Regions from separate parts of the Zea mays genome. Here region 1 is linked to region 2. Evidence: chromatin contacts called from public Hi-C data. All regions are on one chromosome and are shown on one strand. Each heading gives the region's core, a stretch centred on a gene start, on an enhancer-like site or on the middle of the called end of the contact. The rest is flanking DNA. Distances are from core to core; before and after follow the strand shown. Region 1 holds the start of LOC100500997. Region 2 holds the start of LOC103635544 (acyl transferase 7).

Region 1 (4,411 bases), core at 70-2,569, 160 kb before region 2:
CTGAAGCTCAAGGTCGAGAGGATAATTGTTCCAACAGAAGCGATGTGAACCAAGGACAAACATCGCATCTAGACGAAGGCAGATGTCACATGAAAAGGACCAGCAACTAGCAACAACCAAATTGACATTTCCCGTTTGATCATTCACATGAGCCAAAGGCACCACAGCCTCGCTGTCGTGGATTTATAGCCCAGTAGGGGACCTTGAAAACGATAGCCATGGACCCTTGCTCTGTTTGGCTGGCCAGATGCTAAAGAAAAAGGGTGAATGGACGTGCCGAAATAAAGACTAATAAAGAAGAGGAAAACTAGCAATGCCGTGAACTCACTCACATCACATGGTCCAAGAGGAAAGCGAGCACGAAGAATACTTTAGGAGGTTTTCTTAGGAGAACTCAGAACTGCATGTTCCCTTAATTTCCATATGGGAGGGATATCTTCCCAGTTCATGTTTACTCAATTTTTTTCTGGAAACCTCAAACTGTACATGGTTTTCTCTTTTGAAAACTCAAACCGCTTTTCAAAAGTTGCTGCTGAGTAATATTTACTAATATACCTAGGCTGGTATTCCTAACTCAATTTCAAAGTAGAAGACGAGACCTCCAAATAATTGGTTTGTATGAAGGTGTATGTTGCATATGACTTCCTAGTTTGGTCTTTCCAAGGTATTCTCGTTCATGTTAGGCTGATCTTGTGACACAGAAACCAAAGTAAGGCTTTCTCTGCAAACAACGCGGAGAGGCTGTTTCGAACCCGTGTGGCCAGGAGTATACTTGTGAATTATTCTCCACACTTCTTTCTATCCAACTAAACCAACCAATATTCTGAAACTGAACTCCGGATAAGCTTTTAACATCAAGTCTCAATACAAGATTCCTCCTTCTTTTGTTTCCCAAAGAAATGAATGAAGACAAGTTTCAGAGTTCAAAGTGTTCTTAGTTTTCATCACGGGTATCATGGTGGAAACTATGTTAACAAAACCACACACACATGTATAACAGAGATGGGTGTAATCGAGAAGAACAGAAACAACAGAAAGGTTAGCGAGTACCATACCATGCATATAGGCAGCCCTTCTCCTCATGGCGCTTCTGCACATGATCGTAGTAGGACATGTCCTGCCCACTGGGAGGATTATACATCCTGCTCACTAATATGGAGGAGATCCCTGTTCAAGTATCACCAATTTGCACGGACACAAGAGGAAGGGCTCTGAAGTCTGAACAAAGCAGGGAGCTCTACGGAGTTGTATGTGTGGAGCCTTCAGCCTTCTTTATAGATAGGGTTTCAGCTCCAGCTAGCATATGAGGGCTGCTTCCAGGCACCTTCCCAGTGCCCTGCCCCTGCGGGATAAGGAAAACTTGACCATGAAAGCGATATTTTGTGCTAATTTCTTCCATTAATCAACCATGCTTTGTTATTTCTAAAAACAAAAAAAAATCAACTAAGGGCTTGTTTGGTTAGATAGGAATTGAAGGGAATTGGACGGCTCAGAGTTTTATTTTTTTTCAGATGCTTAGAGATTCTTTCCTTTAGGACTGGAAATACTTTAATTGAAGTAGTAACTATTAAACCTATATATAATCCACACATATGAATAGCTAAATCTCTTAAGTCGATAGCCAGACGGGTCACATCAGAATTGGATGGAAACAAATCCACACACATGCAAGGAGGAACAGCTTTTTCCTCCTCGTGAGTATATCCATCTGGCTGGAAGTCTGCACTAGGCTCATAGCTGGATGGAAAATGGTGACCTGATTTTTCTTAGTGAAGTTAGGTCACTTCCGCATTCACTGACAGGTGGTACATGAGGGACCATGCTTGTTATCTATGACAAAGGAAGGATGACACTCGCGCTGACGGTGACAGGGAGAGGGGGGTAATACGGGACTTTCTTCGGTATACATCTTCTAGAAATGTTTTAGAATCTTGAACCTAACAACTACTTTTTATGGGTGAGCTAATATGTATGAACCTAAAATTATGTCCAAATCAAAGATTTCTAACACCTAGTATCAAAACCTATCTCTATGCAATAATTAACTCGATGTTCTTTGTGTTAATGCAGATTTGCCCTCCTAATACTAATTGGCGTCTTTTCTGGTAACTCACTTTTGGCGCCAATCCGGACGCCAATCACTGCGATGAGAACCGTCGGCGATGCTTTCTGTGAAAGCGATGATGGTACGCCGCCAGGGACCGGACGGTCCACGACCTAGCGCAGAGGCTATGGTTCCTGCCTAACGAGCCGGACGATGCGCGCCTGATGGTCGGACGGTTCGCGCGTGCGTAGGGCCGGTGGAGTTCGCCGACGGCGTCTAGATAACGCTCCCGGAAGGGACTCCATCGGGGAGGAAAGATTCTAGGATGTGTCTTGGGATCGGCAAGCCACCCAAGACACCTCTAAACGACATAGAGCGGGAAAGAGGTGAAGATAGAGAGAAGAATCTAAGTTACTGTCTACTCCTAGGGCAAATGTAAAGAACAGAAGGTAATTTGATTGATTGATCGATTGTTGGTTCTTCAATCGACCTGTGTGATTTTGTAAGACTGTCTCCAGCAACGTCCTCTATATACATCATCTATATCCGTCCTTTACAGTCTTCTCTAAAAGATTCCATCTCCTATATCTACTTTCTCTCCAACAACGTCCTCTAAATCACGTCCTCTATACATAAATACCTATATTAAAGACATTTTTAATTTTTTAATTTTTGTACATACGTATTTGTCATACTCTCAAATGTATTGTACATATTTTAGTTTTATTAAACCGGTTGTTTAAAGTATTCAAATAGATAGAGAACCGTTTAGAGAAACTCTACATATAGAGGATCCAACAGCGTTCTCTAAATTTAGAGGACCGTTTAGAGGACGTTGCTGGAGGGAGTAGATGACGTCCTCGTCCTCTAAACTTAGGGTACAGGACCCTTTAGAGCTCCTTGTTGGAGCTAGTCTAAGGGCCTTCCCAGCTTGGTGACCACTTTCCAAACTTCCGATCTCTGCTCCTTAGTGGCAAGACGGTGTTCCATACCACGTCTCCTACCTGGAACGACTTAGCCTTGACTTTCTTGTTCTAAGCTTTGGCGGCCATGATCTTGTCCTTCTCTATTTCTCCTAGAGCTATCACTATCTTGTTGGTCACTTCATCAATATTGTCCATCATTGAATTATAATAATCACCGCAATTAGATTGTTTTGCCTGGCGAACCTAACAGCATTTAAGCTCACATCGATAGGCAACACTTGAGAGCACCTAAGGGGGTGAATAGGTGATCCTGTAAAATTCAATACTAATAGCCACAAAACTTAGTTATTAAAGTTAGAATGGCTAAGTAGCTTGAAACGAGCTCTTGTGAACACACACAATCAAAGAGAAAGCACACAAGAGACACGTGATTTTTATCCCGTGGTTCGGCCAAGTAACACTTGCCTACTTCCACGTTGTGGCGTCCCAATGGACGAGGGTTGCACTGAACCCCTTTCAAGTGATCCGATGATCAACTTGAATACCACGATTTTTGCTTTCTTAGTCTTTCTCCGGTTTGCGAGGAATCTCCACAACTTGGATCCTCTCGCCCTTACACTGATGATCACAAAAGAAGCACAGAAGTAAGGGAGGGGAGAGCAACACACACAAGACTCAAATCACAGCACAATCACGCACACAAGTCACAACTTGAGCTCAAAACACAACCCACGGAGTTCACAACTCAAATGGAGCTCAAGTCACTATCTCAAAGAATCAAATGCGCGAAGTTGGAGTCTTGGAGTCTTAGAATGTTTCTTGTAAGCTTGGGTGACTCCTCCATGCGCCTAGGGGTCCCTTTTATAGCTCCAAGGCAGCTAGGAGCCGTTGGAGACCAACAAGGAAGGCCATCCTTGCCTTCTGTCGAGTGGCGCATCGGACAGTCCGGTGCGCCACCGGACAGTCCGGTGCGCCACTGGACAGTCACTGTAGACGGTCCGGTGCAGATCTCCTTCCTTTCTAGCGCAGACTACTGTTGCATGATTCATGGCAGTTGCGCACCGGACACTGTCCGGTGCACACCGAACAGTCTGGTGCCCCCTGCCGACCGTTGGCGCGGGCCACGCGTCGCCCGCGGATTGCGCAGCTGGCCGTTGCGCTGGCGACTGTTGGCTCACCGGACAGTCCGATGCACCACCGGACAGTCCGGTGAATTATAGCCGTACGCCGCTGTTTTTTCCTAAGAGTGGCCTGTTCACCGAAAACCAGGCAGGCGCACCGGACACTGTCCGGTGTGCTAGACCGAGCTGGACTTTGGCTGCACCAAGCCAAGTCATTTGCAATTCTTTTCTTCTCACTGTTTCTAGCACTTAGATAAAACATATTAGTACTTAAAAACTATGTACTAAGTCTAGAAACATACCTTCTCTTTGATTTGCAC
Region 2 (4,082 bases), core at 1,309-3,808:
CCTAGACCTAGTAGATTCTACCGAGAAACAAAAAAACTCTCCCACCACGACCTACTAGATTATCTTTTTGTCTTGTGTTTAGAAGTTGTCTTCCTAATTTATAGAGTGGGCTCCAACTCCAAATGATCTCACGTAAAAAAGAAAACCGACTCGCCCATGATTTAATTGATTCGGTTCTAAATTTAACATATAAGATATAAACGAAATTAAAGTGAAAATTAAAAAAAAATAGAGATAGAAAAATTGCCCGTAATAAATCATGCAGATGTTCACGCGAAAAATAATATGCAGTATGTACCCATTACTGCTATGTTTCTTTGCAAGATCACATATCTTGTAGTTCATGTGTATACAATTTGACCCAAAAAAAAGAGTTAACACTACTATATTACAAATAAAATCTGATTATAGTATTTAGGGGCAGACTAGTTGGTGGCTTCCCACCAAGTCCAGCTTTGATATTTCCTTCAAATCAAAGCCCCCAAGAACCAGAAAGGAGCACAAAAGAGAAAAAACCCGGCACCGACAAAAGAGAATACACCCAAAGAAAATAAGGAATCCAATACCAATCCCAACAACTATTCTAGCTGTCCCGCCATACCTCTCCTCCTGTCCTTCATTTCACCTCTCCTGGCTCTAGCTGGCTGCTTGTCTTGTCTGTATGTACGCCACCACCTTTGTTATTAGTATCTTTTTTGTTATTGCTATACGTATTAGTTTACTGTTTGCATTTTTGTTGTTGTTGTTGACCACTCGCCAGAAGGCTGCAACGTGATTACTAATTACCGACTGCTAATTACCACAGTAACGGAGACGAGAGAAAAAAAATCAAGAAACCGATGAACAAACGGGGGGCTGACGGAGACGAAGGCCGTGTGGTCGACGGGACACTAGTTCATGTCCACCATGGCGTCGTGGAAGCGCGAGACGCGGTCGGGCGTCACGCACTGCGTGATGAGCCTCGCCCCTGGCTTGTGGGCCCATGGCTTGACGAGGATGCACGTGGCGATGTAGTCCAAGTTCGTCAGCGGCACCACGTGGGCGGGCGGGCCCCAGCCGTAGTCCACCTCCGCGAAGCCCAGCCGCGTCCAGTCCGACACCAGCAGCGTCCGGTAGTCGGAGGTGATCTGGTAGGGGTCGGCGTCCTCCTCCCCCGCGGCCCACCGCGCGAACTCGGACGGCAGCCGCTTCTTTCCCTCCCTGATGACCTTCACCACGTCGGCGACGGACGACGAGGACACCTTGTCGGCCGTGGATGCGACGCGCATGATGTAGTAGCAGTTGCCGTAGAAGCCGGCGCCGCCACGCGGGAGGCGGGCGCCGAGAAGCGGCCGCGCGTTCATGGCGAAGCAGAGCTGCACGGGGGTGTCCGGGTCCTCGAACCCCGCCGCGCGGGTGCGGCTCTGCCACGCCTTGGCGATGAGCACCTCGAACGCGGAGCAGCGGCCCCCGCCCGTGGCCGCCGCGAACTGGGACTTGAAGTGGTCGATGTAGTCAGCGGAGATGTCCACGGCCAGGTACTCGAGGCGCTTGGCGCCCGTGGGCTCGGGGAGGCTGCCGACCAGCGCGCCGGCCGGGTCCGGGATGGCGTCGCGGGCCCAGGTGGGCGCCACGGAGACCCGGTCCGCCCCGCGCGCCAGCTCCCCCACCGCGCCCATGAACTTGGCCGCGCCGAGCCCGTCCGCCACCGCGTGGCTGAACCGGAAGCCCACCACGAAGCCGCCGCACTCGAACGCTGTCACCTGCACGGAGAGGTCAGAGAGAGAGAGAGAGAGAGAGAGAGAGAGAGAGAGAGAGAGAGAGAGCTGGGAGTCGCAAATCCACGGCGAAGCAACGCAATCCCGCACAATGCAGATGGAATTAATCCACGGACGGCCGCCTGTGCGTGTGCGCGTACCTGGACGAGTAGGATCAGCTTGCTCTCCTCCTGGTGGGTAGGCCTCGGCAGCGGGTGCGGCAGCAGGTCGTCCTTGGGGATCTGGAGCGGGTACTCGAGGTAGTCGACGTCCTCCAGGCGGCACCGCACAGCGGCCTCGATAAACCAGACGCCCTCGGCGCTGCAGTCGACGTGGAGGCCCCCGGCGCCCTCGGAAACGGCGAGGCGGCCGGCCAGCGGGTAGTAGTCGACCAGCGCCCGCGCGAGGGCCCGCTCGATGGTCTCCGAGGGGCTCGCCCCGTCACGCGCCGGGTCGGGCTTGAAGACGTGCAGCGACTCGATGAGCGCCATCTGCGTCGGGTACCGGTCCAGCCACGACAGGCCGTGAGGGCCGGTGGGGGTGGGCTCCGCCGGCGGCACCAGGCGCTGCGCCAGCCGCTCCACCGCCGCTGCCGGCTCCATTGCTCACCACCTCACCGAAAGGAAAGGAGGGGAGGGGACGGTCTCTTTCTCTCCCTCCTTTCCCTTGGTCTTGGGGGATTTGGCCTCCGAGAGAGCGGTGGTGGTGAGTGCCTGAGTGGTGACCTGGTAGTGGCCCTGGTGGGTGGGGTGTGCCGTGTGCGCTGTCCTGTGTAGTAGAGGTGAAGTGAACTCAAGTGTTGGTTTCTTGTGCCTGGGCCCTGGGGAGGTGGTGGTTTATATAGATGGTGAGTTCCGGAGTGGATCAGCGGCGCGGGGCTCCGGGTACGAGGGGAGGGTTGGCGGCTGGCGCACGGTGGCGGGCGAGGGGACGCCTACGGGGACGTCGACAGGCTGCCAGAGGCAGGGGCCGCAAAGCGGCAGCCGTGCGCGATGCCCGATGGGTAACGGTAGGAAGGGCGAGGGAAAGGTGCCGGACTGTGTCGACGAGGACGTGAGTCACATGGACCGGGTCCACGGGTACACCGTGGCCGCTCGCCCACAGTCCGTTTACATTTCACTTTTATTTATTTTTAAGTTATTTATGCAAATCATTTGCCTGGTGTAGCTAGTAAAACGAGGGCCTTAGCTTCTATCGACACCCGGGGCCGTTCCTGGCTTTTCAGGGGCACAATGCGAAATTCGATATAAATACTCCATCTACACACAAATATATATAATTATACACATATCACTGAATATTTAACGTATAAAAATTATTATGCATTGTTTTAAAGTTTATAAGATAATAGATATAAAATATAGCAAAAAATACTTATTTGTTATATAATATTATTACAAATATCTTCTAACATTTAGTGATACAAAGTCATCGCTTATATCATCGAGATCAGTCTCATCCAATAACTTTTTCGATATATAGAATCGTCAAGCCATTTAACCTCTCTTGAGTTATTGTTGACCATAAATAGTTCGATAAGTAATTGAGACATTAGTTTAACAATATAAATGAGACTAGTCGATAATTCGATAGCGTATCGTTTTATGCGTATTTGTGTCTAGAATAGATAGATTTAACAAAAAAATGCTAGTGTCTAGTGGCTAGGGGGCCCTCTATTTTTTGGGTCCGGTGGGGCCGCACCCACGGCACCCCTTGGGGTCGGCCCTGTCGACACCGTGCACAAGCATATTCTTGACATGTTTGGTTGTGATTCTAGACAATTTAACAAAAAACTATTTTTAAGACCATCTCCAACGGCTTCTAGTATTTATGTTCCAAATATCTCTATATTAGGCTCATCTCAAAAGTCTAAAAGCTCAAAAAATATACCAAATCCAAGAGTTCCTTAAAAATATCCCAATGCAATCCATCAAGCTCGGTTGACCTTTTCTTAAACTGAATATGGAGGTGAAGCAGTAGAAGCTTGTGACATTGAGCTAGTAAGGGAGCGACCACCTCTCCTGGCTGCCGCATGACGTGAACTGGAGTGTGCGGCACCGCGGAGCGTCGCAGGGGAGCACGGCGTACGTTGATGACGCCACGAGGTCCAGCCGTCCAGACTGGGAGAGTGGGAGGCCCTCACGTACCGCAAAAAACACATGTTGGGACGACAGTGGCTTAACCCTAAATCTATACCGCAAAGCTTTGGTTTTGGGGCACCGAAAAAATTAGGAGCATAGAATAGGATTTGTTGGATAGAGGTTTTCCACATTTACCTCTAAAATATTGTTTTATGTATATAATTGGGAGCTTTTGGAGATGCTCTAAGCTTATCTTATAAGAGCA

What was found. Hi-C and Micro-C count contacts between places; a contact is called where the count stands out from the background.
Region 1: a contact with region 2 is called in a Hi-C map of leaf, with 4 times the contacts expected there. The contact joins the promoter of LOC100500997 here to the promoter of LOC103635544 in region 2. A contact is called at or near these places in 2 of 25 Hi-C or Micro-C datasets (ear and leaf).

What each region holds. Positions count from the first base shown.
Region 1 is chr8:92,566,026-92,570,436 of Zm-B73-REFERENCE-NAM-5.0, reverse strand. It overlaps LOC100500997, which reads right to left and starts at 1,319. Exons shown (of 2, transcript NM_001321486.1): 1 at 1,056-1,319. The coding sequence starts at 1,141.
Region 2 is chr8:92,412,429-92,416,510 of Zm-B73-REFERENCE-NAM-5.0, reverse strand. LOC103635544 (acyl transferase 7) reads right to left here and starts at 2,558. Exons shown (of 2, transcript XM_008657973.2): 1 at 1,898-2,558; 2 at 269-1,742. The coding sequence starts at 2,338. The coding sequence ends at 891.